2 separate regions of the Drosophila melanogaster genome follow, and region 2 is linked to region 1. Evidence: chromatin contacts called from public Hi-C data. All regions are on one chromosome and are shown on one strand. The core of a region is the stretch at or near the end of the contact, and the rest is flanking DNA. Distances in the headings are between cores, read along the strand shown. Region 1 holds the start of CG10702. Region 2 holds the start of Phb1 (Prohibitin 1).

Region 1 (5,617 bases), core at 1,913-4,412:
ATCGGTGCGCGTGGGCGAGTACGATACTAGTAGCGATCCGGACTGCGCCAACACCGGATTCTGTGCACCGCGGTCGGTCAACCACGCCATCAGCCATGTGATCGTGCATCCCGACTACAAGCAGGGCCAGTATCACCATGACATTGCTCTGCTGGTGCTTAAAACGCCGCTAAACTATTCGGGTGAGTTCTGGGCGGGAATGGGGAGGAGGCACCCCTATATATGTACATATATCTAGATTCATAAATAGATATATATCGAAGTCCAATGGGTGGTTACGCTTGGCAGTGTCGGCGTTAATTAAAAATCGTTTTGTTCTGTCATCTTTCCGACCACTCCACACGACCTACCGCTCCAAGCTCACATGTCATGTAGCTGATTCGACGAGGTTGGGGCTTCCGATCCCCACATGTCACTTAATTGGGCGGCGTCGGGCTTTGCTGCGTGTTTGCTGTACCAACTAATGGGTTGATCGCGACCTGGTCACTGGATCCACTTTGATTTGTGGCTTTTGGCCTCGGTTCAATGGCTTCGGTAATGGTATACCCAATGTATCGAATGTAACTCCTCTCACACGCAACGAGGAATCCTGGTCCATTCAGCACTTCACTTCATTGAGAGAACTTGGCTTGTGTTTACGATACTCGCAAATTGTGGGTTCCCGCTGCCGCGGACTCGAATCACATCGAACGTGATTCTGATGGTCTGAAATTGAATTTGGAGGCGTAAAACCATATTGCACATAGCATATCGAATAGGGGTCATTAGGGAGCAGCGGACGGTCGATCGGTGAGGCAATCGATTGGCTAATTGCAATTTGGCCAGTTCGTAAACAGATCATTACCGGCGACCCAAAAGGGGCGTCGCCCAGTTGGCTGGCCAACTTGTTTGCGTTCATCCTTATTGCTTTATAATGCCCAATAAAATACAGCGGTCCGAGATAAATCAATGGGCCCAGAGCAAGGGCGTGTTCCAATGGGGAGCTCCTTTTTTTGGCACAAACAAAATTATTACTTGAGACACTAAAAGAGCTGCTGCCAAATATCAAAGAAATGAAGTCGCACTTTTGTACGATAAATCGAATTCTATGTGCATCGATCAGATCTCATCTAATAGATACATTTGTATTTCAAACTAAGTGCCTCTGTTTCGGGAAGCCCCCTTTCGAAAAAGTATACGCAAGCCCCTTTGGGCCAGAAAACAATGTTGCAGATTTGGGCAGGTAGCGATCAGAAGTCGAACGTAAGATTAATGGCGGCCAACCCATTTCCAATCTCGCACCGCCAGTGGCTACACAGCCCATCTGCCTGCAGAAGACACGCGCCAACCTGGTGGTGGGCAAACGGGCTACCATCGCCGGTTGGGGCAAGATGTCCACGTCGAGTGTCCGCCAGCCGGAGATGTCGCATCTGGACGTGCCGCTGACCAGCTGGGACCTGTGCCTGCGCAACTACGGCTCCACGGGTGCCCTGGAATCGCCCAACTCCATCGAGGGTCAATGGATGTGCGCCGGCGGCGAGGGCAAGGACGTCTGCCAAGGATTCGGCGGAGCACCGCTTTTCATACAAGAGAACGGCATCTTTTCACAGGTAATGAAACGCATTCGATTCACCGTTCAATAAATCATAATTTATTGCTATCTAGTGCTTGAAAAACTTTATATATGTATTTATCTGCAACTAAAACTTAATGTAACTTATCCCACAGATCGGCATCATGTCCTTTGGATCTGATAACTGCGGCGGTCTGCGCATCCCGAGTGTCTACACATCCGTGGCCCACTTTTCCGAGTGGATTCACGACAACACGCCGCCGGAGTAGACTCCACTTAAGTAGAACCTAAAATTGCATTATTTAAATAAAGATATGAATAAATACCAACAGCGGACTATATTCATTATTCAAAGCTATCGTAGAAAGCTACTGCGTTCTGTGGCGCTGCCCATTGATCTGATATGTTGATCTGAGTTTACACGCACCCAATCACTTAATTGAATTAATTGAACTCTGACACGAACCACTCGCCGGGGCTGAAAAATAAGAAAATGATCTTTTATACAAATAAGATGACGATAGGGAAGTAAAACATGTGGACAATTGGAACCCCACTCTACAATCTTTTCTTTTTTTAAAATGAATGTATTTATTTGATATTGTTTGAGATAGATGTTGGCCATATTCAACTAAAACAGATTGTGATTATAGCATTGAATATTTGAACAATTAATGAATAAAACTTGATATAAACTTACCCATGATAAAAAACTCACATGATGATTCTTATTTATTCCAGCAATTTTTATTTATTCCTTTTATTAGAGCACATTTAAAAGGGAAGACATTTTTCAATTAAGTGGTTCCATCAAATGAGTTAATCAAGGTGAACCACTGATTTCAAGCACAGTACACAAGAGAAAAAATGCATATGAATTAATGTGGCATAATAATATTTTGAAGCATATACTTCAGAATCGATACTTCATATATCTTAGCCAATTCTCCAGTAACTTTTATTTAGAATTCACTTTAGCCATATTCCCTGTTTTGTGTCAGAGCTCCACCTTCTTTTTTTATGCACGTTCTATGCTCTCCGAAACCGAAAACTCCTCATTGCCGGCTCGTTAAACTTAATCGCTCCAAAGTCTGCATGGGAATTCTCCTGCATGGGCTTTGAGTTGACCATGTGCGTGCGGAGAGAAGAGTCCGAGATGCCGATGAGGATGCCGGTACCGGTGCCATGTGGCTAATTGGAGTCAGCTGTTTTTATGAGCCACTGGGATCAGCTGGTGGTTTGGCAGGAGCTGGAGTTGGAATTGGTGCTGGTGCTGGAGCCCATAAGTGGGGCCATAAAAATCGAAATGGCTGCACTGCGCCAAAGAGCGCATAGAATCGGAATAGAATGGAATTCCTCGAATTCCTCGATTGCTGGCCATTGCATAAGCTGCGTACAAATTAACTGCCCGCGCTGACAAATTAACTGGCTCACATTCCCGCAGAAATCAAACAACGGCCTAATCAATTCACGAGAACACTTTGCCCCGCCGAAGGCAGAGTATCTGTCCATCGGCGAGTCCCGGGGACGGCGGCGATGCTGGGGCAGAAGCCACTAAATGGAAAATCAATTTGTTTGCTCTCCGCGACGGACGAGCTTCCCAGACGGTCAGTCGGCAGTCGATCGTCGCGAGGTGAGCACCGCGTCGCGCTCTCGCATCTCCCATTTTGCACTGGGCGAAAAGATCCTTCGAACAAGGTCGAAAATATTTTAATTGCCTACCGTTGTTGCCGTGTGTGTGTGTGTGGCCATCAAAAGTTGCCCAAGAATGAAATTCTGGATTTTTTCGATTTTTTAGAATTCTTATATTTAACAGTCTGGCTGTTTGGCACCAACTAATTGAGGTGTCTAATTGTATAGCTAAAATATATTAGTGAACTACGACGATCAATTCTAATTTCGCTTGCAGTGCGCGAAAAAGCACAAGATGTTTTTACAGTGTAAATTACAAAATACAATTTCTTAAAAACTAAGTGCTTCATCCATTGAGGTAGTGACGATCAAAGTGTTAATTCCCCTGGAAATATATTATATATTATAATATAAATATATACATTTAAAAAGAAAATGTATTTAAACTATTAAAGAATTAGAATTATAAAGATTTAATTTATGCCCATTATTGTATAAAATTTAAAACGGAATCGCTAGAATCTGTATTTAAAAAAATACTATCAAAAATTATCAGTGATTTTAAAAATTGTTATTTTTAAAAATGTTTATAACACACTTGTTTTTCAAGCTCAAGATCCTGATGCCGAGCTAATAAAGAATATTTGAAAATTTGAGACAAGCAGACCTGCTTTCTTGAAATGAGTTGTTCTGTTGTTCTGCCCAAATACCATAAGAGAATTTATAGTTCTCTATTAGGAAAAGATGATTTGAGTGTATGGCAACCCCCGCGAGTGAATATAAGAGCCGAAGATCGCTCTGCATGAGCCCAAAACTAATCCAATTAAAAAACAAACAATAAACAAATACGATCGAAGGAATTGTTTTTGACGTGCGTAATGCGCTTGTGTGGTAACGTGTTTGTTTACGCTTCCGATCTAGACAGTGAACCAAAATAATTAGCGTAGATTTAACAACAAAAAGCGAGCCCTCCGTGCGCGATATTTCGCCAACGATAGCGAGAGCTCAAAAAAAGCGCCCAAGTCATAAATATCGGTCCTAATCAGATGGACGCTGGAGAGTAAGGGCGCTAATTGGGCGTGCTACATATGTATGTACAACTAACTGTAAGCTGATCGGATCGAAAAAAAAAACATAGGTTCGGTAGAAGCGTCGCAATATGTGGGGGCGACAGCGCTGCCGGCAAAAGAAGCTAAAGAGGATAAGCGAAAAATAAACTTCAAAACTCTTTTCAAGTACAAGCTTGGCAACATGCACTGCGGCAACATGCTGCTGGGCGTTGGCCTCATGTTCCTGGCGCTATATGTCCCCTGCGCCGAATCCAAAAAGGAGCACGAGTGCACCAGCATCGACATCCGAAACGAGTGCAAGAACATGCATCTGCTGGACAACTGCACCGTTGTCACCGGATACGTGATGATCACGCTGATCACTATCGAGCAGCGCTGCAATTTCTCGGAGTACTCGTACCCACTGCTCACCGAAATCACCGAGTTCATGATCTTCACCGACGTGCGCGGCCTGGTCAACATCACCGAAATGTTCCCGCACCTGACCGTCATTCGGGGTCGCCGGCTGTTCCTTAACTACGCGCTCGGAGTGACCAACATGCACGAGCTGGAACAGGTGAGAGATCCTACGTACAGTCCATTGAAAATGGAAAAGATTGATCCTTAAAGTGCTCGTGTTATAAGAAGAAATCCCAAATTTCTTGGACTATTTCTAATTCTGAACCATTTGCATGATTTTTTCCTTTTAAAACTTGTGTAAAATAATCTCCATTTCGATAACTCCTGAACTCCCAGTTGGTATTTCCCAAATTGGTGGCAATACAACGAGGACAAGTCTACATCGGCAGCTGCCCCAAGCTCTGCAGCATCGGCCGTGTTAATTGGGATCTGCTGACTCTCACCAGAGGCGAGAACAACATAATAATGGTGAATAAAAACTGCAGCACACCGGTTTGCTCTGGATGCAGTTCCTCCCACTGCTGGTCGAATCATTACTGCCAAAGATCCATCAACGAAAATGTCGCCAATCCAAAGGCGTGAGTATTATTGGAAATGAATGCAGACTAACTGTTTATACTCTCCTTGAATGGTAAATTCGAATCCCTTATCAATCGCAGCAACATAAACGCCTGCCATGAGGAGTGCTTGGGCGGCTGCAAGAACAACTCATCATCCCCAGCTGACTGCAGCGTTTGCCGCGGACTCAGTGATGATGGTGTCTGCGTGAAGAGCTGTCCGAAGGACAAGTGAGTGAACACTTTCTGTCGCATCCGGCTCTATAAAGACATACTGTCTTACAGGTACGTCATGGAGAACTATCAGCGCTGCTATACGAAGGCCGAGTGTGTGCTAAAGCACGGCTATGTTATTTCCGGATCACAGTGCGTAGCTTTCTGTCCCAGCGGCTACAAGACGAACAACC
Region 2 (5,467 bases), core at 224-2,723, 54 kb before region 1:
CTGGGCTCCAAAATACGTGAGCTGATCGTTATACCCGTCTATGCGAATCTACCGAGTGATATGCAGGCCAAAATCTTCGAACCCACACCGCCGAATGCCCGAAAAGTTATCCTGGCCACAAATATCGCAGAGACTTCGCTAACCATCGACAACATCATTTATGTAATTGATCCTGGGTTTGCCAAGCAGAACAATTTTAATTCCCGCACTGGCATGGAGTCGCTTATGGTGGTGCCCATTTCCAAGGCCTCCGCCAATCAGCGAGCGGGCAGAGCGGGACGAACTGCTCCGGGAAAGTGCTTCCGTCTGTATACGGCGTGGGCATACAAGCATGAACTGGAGGACAATACCGTTCCGGAGATACAGCGTATTAATCTGGGCAATGCGGTGCTCATGCTAAAGGCTCTGGGCATCAATGATCTGATACACTTCGACTTTCTGGACCCTCCGCCGCACGAGACACTGGTATTGGCTTTGGAGCAGCTATATGCCCTGGGTGCACTTAATCACCATGGAGAGTTAACCAAGCTGGGTCGACGGATGGCCGAGTTTCCCGTGGATCCCATGATGGGCAAGATGCTGCTGGCAAGCGAAAAGTATGTAATCGATCTAACAAACCAGAAGTGAAATAATTCGTATAATATTCGTATATTTTTGTTTTAGATACAAATGCTCCGAGGAGATGGTGACCATTGCAGCCATGCTGTCCGTGAATAGCGCCATTTTCTACAGGCCCAAGGACAAAATCATTCACGCGGACACAGCCCGAAAAAACTTCAATCACATGCACGGCGACCACTTGAGCCTCCTGCAGGTCTACAATCAGTGGGCGGAGACGGACTACAGCACCCAGTGGTGCTACGAGAACTTCATCCAGTACAGATCGATGAAGCGGGCTCGCGACGTGCGGGAGCAGCTGGTGGGACTGATGCAGCGTGTCGAGATCGACATGGTCAGCTGCCTGCCAGAAACAGTAAACGTGCGCAAGGCAGCCACCGCTGGTTACTTTTACCATGTGGCGCGACTCTCGAAGGGCGGTCACTACAAGACCATCAAGCACAATCAGACCGTGATGATACATCCGAACTCCTCGCTCTTTGAGGAGCTGCCGCGCTGGGTGCTCTATCACGAGCTGGTGTTCACCTCCAAGGAGTACATGCGTCAGGTTATAGAGATCGAGAGCAAGTGGTTGCTGGAGGTGGCTCCGCACTACTACAAGGCCAAGGAGCTGGAGGATTCGACGAACAAGAAGATGCCAAAAGTCGCCGGGCGAGCCGAAATGGCGCAATAATTTTGAGGGGGTTTTTAGTTTTCAATTAATAATAAACTTTTATTGTAAATTTCACCATTTGTAGTTTGATATTGTAAACTGGCTTTGTTTATTATTATTCTTTTTAAATTTCGATAATCGATAATCTTAGGAAACAATCGAATACGATTCTTATTAGTACGTTTCGATATATGGCGGCCCCACCGACAGTTGTATTATCGATAACAGGCCGTGTGGTTGTATTTCGTGTTTTGCATTTCAAAGAGCAAAATTGCACAATAATTTAATTTAAGTGCAACCAAAAACCTTTAACAAGTGAGTCTATGAGCGAGCCGAGCTAACTGCGTTTGAAGACCAGGAAGAACAGGGGATAAAAACACGCAAACAGCACATTGTCATTAAACCATGACGTTCTAACCTAAAAACTGATGAAATTTCCAAGTCCAGTCGGCTTTCATTTACATATATAGTTTATAGAACAGTAACTAAATACATTACGTTTGTTTTATTCAAAGGATAATGGCTGCTCAGTTCTTTAATCGCATTGGCCAAATGGGCCTCGGAGTGGCCGTTTTGGGTGGCGTTGTCAATTCGGCATTATATAATGTGGAAGGCGGCCACCGGGCGGTCATCTTCGATCGCTTCACCGGCATCAAGGAGAACGTGGTCGGCGAGGGTACCCACTTCTTCATCCCATGGGTGCAGCGGCCCATCATCTTCGACATCCGGTCCCAGCCCCGCAACGTTCCTGTGATAACGGGCAGCAAGGATCTGCAGAATGTCAACATCACGCTCCGAATCCTGTACCGCCCCATTCCAGACCAGCTGCCCAAGATCTACACCATTCTCGGCCAGGACTACGACGAGCGTGTCCTGCCCTCCATCGCGCCTGAGGTGCTGAAGGCTGTGGTCGCCCAGTTCGACGCCGGCGAGCTGATCACCCAGCGTGAGGTGAGTAAAAACATCAGGAGAGCCCTCAGTTTCTTTAGGATAAAGCTTTTTTGATGGGCCTTGTGTTTCACCAGAGGCGCTTATGTTTACTTAGTATCAGGTCATCAGATCTCATCGTATTTCACGCGTATTTTATTTTCGATTTAAATTTGATTGTGTAAGCAAGAACGCGATCTCGGCGCTTAAGTCTAGGCTTATTGCTCTTTTGAGAATTGAAGCTTAAGAATTGGATTATTATTCAACTTATGCAGTCGGAAATATAATACTTTCATGCCCGTACTTAACGTGATTACCTCTTTGCAGATGGTGTCGCAGCGCGTTTCCCAGGAACTGACTGTACGTGCCAAGCAGTTCGGCTTTATTCTGGATGACATCTCGCTCACGCACTTGACCTTCGGTCGGGAGTTCACGCTGGCCGTCGAGATGAAGCAGGTGGCCCAGCAGGAGGCGGAGAAGGCGCGTTTTGTCGTGGAGAAGGCCGAGCAACAGAAGCTGGCGTCCATCATTTCGGCGGAGGGTGATGCCGAAGCCGCTGGCCTGTTGGCCAAGTCATTCGGCGAGGCCGGAGACGGTCTGGTGGAGCTGCGACGTATTGAGGCCGCCGAGGATATCGCCTACCAGCTATCCCGGTCCCGTGGTGTCGCCTACTTGCCCAGCGGACAGAGCACGCTGCTCAATCTGCCATCGACCATCGCGCAGTAGCTGGGTGCATCTAGTTCCGTTAAGTTGTAACTACCTATAGCATTTACTAAGTACTTTTCGATTTTGTTTCTGCTGAAATATGCACTACTCTAAAGCGTTCGCGCCCGACTGACTGGAGAATACTAAGCGAAACAACCAAAATTTGTCTCATGTAATCGGTTTTTCCATTATCTTCCCGATCGGGTTCGAAATCCGGTCGCAGTGTGCGCTCCGAATGCGGCTCAACTTTTGTTGTTTCCGTTTGAGTCGTTCGTGTGCGCGTCCTGCTGAATTGGTCCTTAAGATCGGCACCGGGCTTAAAACAACTCCAGTAATTGAAAGAAACACAGACCGTAAGAAAATTTCATTATGTGAACAAACAATAAATGATAATCCCTACATGAGTGGGCTTTTAAATTGAGTGTGGTTATGGTTATGCAGGAAATGTTATTTAATTTATGAACTTTTACTTTCTTTTTACTTTACTTTTACTTTCCCAATTAATTACAGATCGATCCTAAAACGAATCTAATCACTTGCCCATATCATATAGATTTAGACAAAATACGTGACCTATTGAAGCTCAGCGATGTGATGTGTACACCAAACACCCGCTCGCTTATCTCGGCCCTTGTTTACCCCATATGATGCCTGTTTATGCAATCCCCCTCTCAAAGGCGCCATTCGACCCCTATAAGCGGAGAATACTTTCGCATTCATTCGCAACTCAAGATGGTCATAAATCAAATTGTAGTATTCTTCGCCTCAATCGACCCGAACTCCAGCCACCCGTAAAGCAGCATAATGTGGGTGGGTAGTTGGGCGACTGGTGGCTGGTGGCTGTTGGCTGGCGTGTGGGTGGAGCACCCAGCGCATTAAAATCGAAAGCAGAGCCGTTGGCATGGCGTATAAATCTGTTGATTCAGCCAAGTGATTTGCCAAAGTGGCTTCGTTGAAATGTCAGGCACACGCACTTTGCTCGCACTCAGCAACAGTTGGACCACCCGCAGGATTCTCAGCAGCCCTACACTGAAAGAAATTATTTTCTTTTGTCGTAGGCTAAAAGTGTTTACTTGATTCTTTTAAATAGTAATTAAAGGAAGATAATGATTTTCCTGTCGTATTCCAATATCATTAGCCGAGCCGATATACCCATGTTTGTCTGTCCGTATAAACTTCGAGATTTTGGGAACTTTAAAAAAAAAAAACGGTCACGAAAACAGTTTTGAAAAATATTTTGAATTTTTGTATTATATCTCTCGATATATTTGGCATAAACATTTAAGCCACATATTTATTGTTTCTTGCCAATTTCTATTGATATTTCAACTGAATTTTGAAATTCCGGCCAAGTAACTGGCATCCAAAAGTCGTTAGCTTTCTATAGTAATTTTGAATTTTTCTCAGTGTATGCGGAACTGCCCGCTCAAAAGGCTCAACCTAGCCCACTTCCCCTAGCACAATGCGAAAGTGAGTGAGAGCATTGGATTATTTGACGTCACAATTCCATGAGCGGTTCAAAAAGCACGTCATATGTGGTGCTCTAATAACCGGTTTCCAAGATGCGCGTAAAGCGTGCCATTCCACGGCTTAATCAATTTCTTGTCTTTCCTACGAATATAACTTTGTTTACATTTTTTTGCGTGATTTTTTCTTCGGGGAGTCCAAGAAAAACCCTGTTTCGAGTGACTCATAATTGGGGGATTCCTGACGAGATCGCTCTCTTTCCACAAATTCGAGTTGGGAAGCACGTGAGTAGAATTCAAAATGTTTTGCTTGCTGTTTTAAATATCACTAGGTTCTCAAACTAATTTCAAAAATAATCAAATTAAGTTCACAGAGCTGGCAAATAAAATGTAATAGCTTGCATGTATGTATATATATATATTTTTTTAAATTCTAAATAAATCCATGGAAAATAAAGCCTTTGATATCCAGTTACTGATTCAGCGCCCAATTAATGCATGTTCCAAAAAAGTGTCAAAAAACGTGCACAAATCAAACGAGAGCTGAATTTGTTTTTACGACAGCGGCTGCGATTCGAAGTTCAGCGGCTGCGGACTGCGATTGAACCGGTCCTGCGGAATTGGCAGCGCTGCTGGACGGGCTTTAAAAGCCATGGCCAAGAGCGGGCAGCGCTCAGTTAAGAGGAGAACGCCAAGCGCACAGCAATCAGCACCGAAATATCAGCATCGAAATATCAGCAAATAAATATTAGCTGTTCTAAACCAGGAGGGCAAACTGAACTTGGAGCAAAGATTTAGTTCGGAACGGAAGTAAAGCTCGGCAACAAGTGCAAACAATTAAAAGCAGTTAACTAAAGTGCAACGGTGAGAGACGAAAGTGTGGCTCCTCAACAGCCTCAGCTGCCTGAAGTGCTTGGCCAACATAATGAGTGCATGTGCATGCGAAAGATTCATTTCGGGGCTAACGCTGCGTATACGTAATGTGTATCTAAAACTGGGCATATACTATAGCCTTGCTTCGGTTCAATTTGATAGTTCGGGCCCCGAATTCTATAGTGCTTAAGCTTTTCTCGGCTTTCGGTATCTGCATGCTTTTGTG

What was found. Hi-C and Micro-C count contacts between places; a contact is called where the count stands out from the background.
Region 2: a contact with region 1 is called in a Hi-C map of the Kc167 cell line, with 2.5 times the contacts expected there. A contact is called at or near these places in 65 of 107 Hi-C or Micro-C datasets (the Clone 8 cell line, the D17-c3 cell line, the Kc167 cell line and 22 more) and 5 of 7 datasets of targeted methods (the Kc167 cell line and the S2 cell line).

The regions. Positions count from the first base shown.
Region 1 is chr2L:19,067,396-19,073,012 of dm6, reverse strand. It overlaps CG10702, which reads left to right and starts at 3,162. Exons shown (of 7, transcript NM_001201912.2): 1 at 3,162-3,250; 2 at 3,795-4,810; 3 at 4,990-5,231; 4 at 5,313-5,441; 5 at 5,496-5,617. The coding sequence starts at 4,436. CG17343 reads right to left here. Exons shown (of 2, transcript NM_136096.3): 2 at 3,340-3,569. CG17572 reads left to right here. Exons shown (of 6, transcript NM_136097.4): 4 at 1-182; 5 at 1,288-1,589; 6 at 1,708-1,882. The coding sequence ends at 1,821.
Region 2 is chr2L:19,119,875-19,125,341 of dm6, reverse strand. Phb1 (Prohibitin 1) reads left to right here and starts at 1,473. Exons shown (of 3, transcript NM_001169541.2): 1 at 1,473-1,585; 2 at 1,786-2,221; 3 at 2,525-3,997. The coding sequence starts at 1,790. The coding sequence ends at 2,923. l(2)37Cb (lethal (2) 37Cb) reads left to right here. Exons shown (of 4, transcript NM_136102.4): 3 at 1-596; 4 at 664-1,344. The coding sequence ends at 1,291. It overlaps Ddc (Dopa decarboxylase), which reads left to right and starts at 5,036. Exons shown (of 3, transcript NM_165280.2): 1 at 5,036-5,232.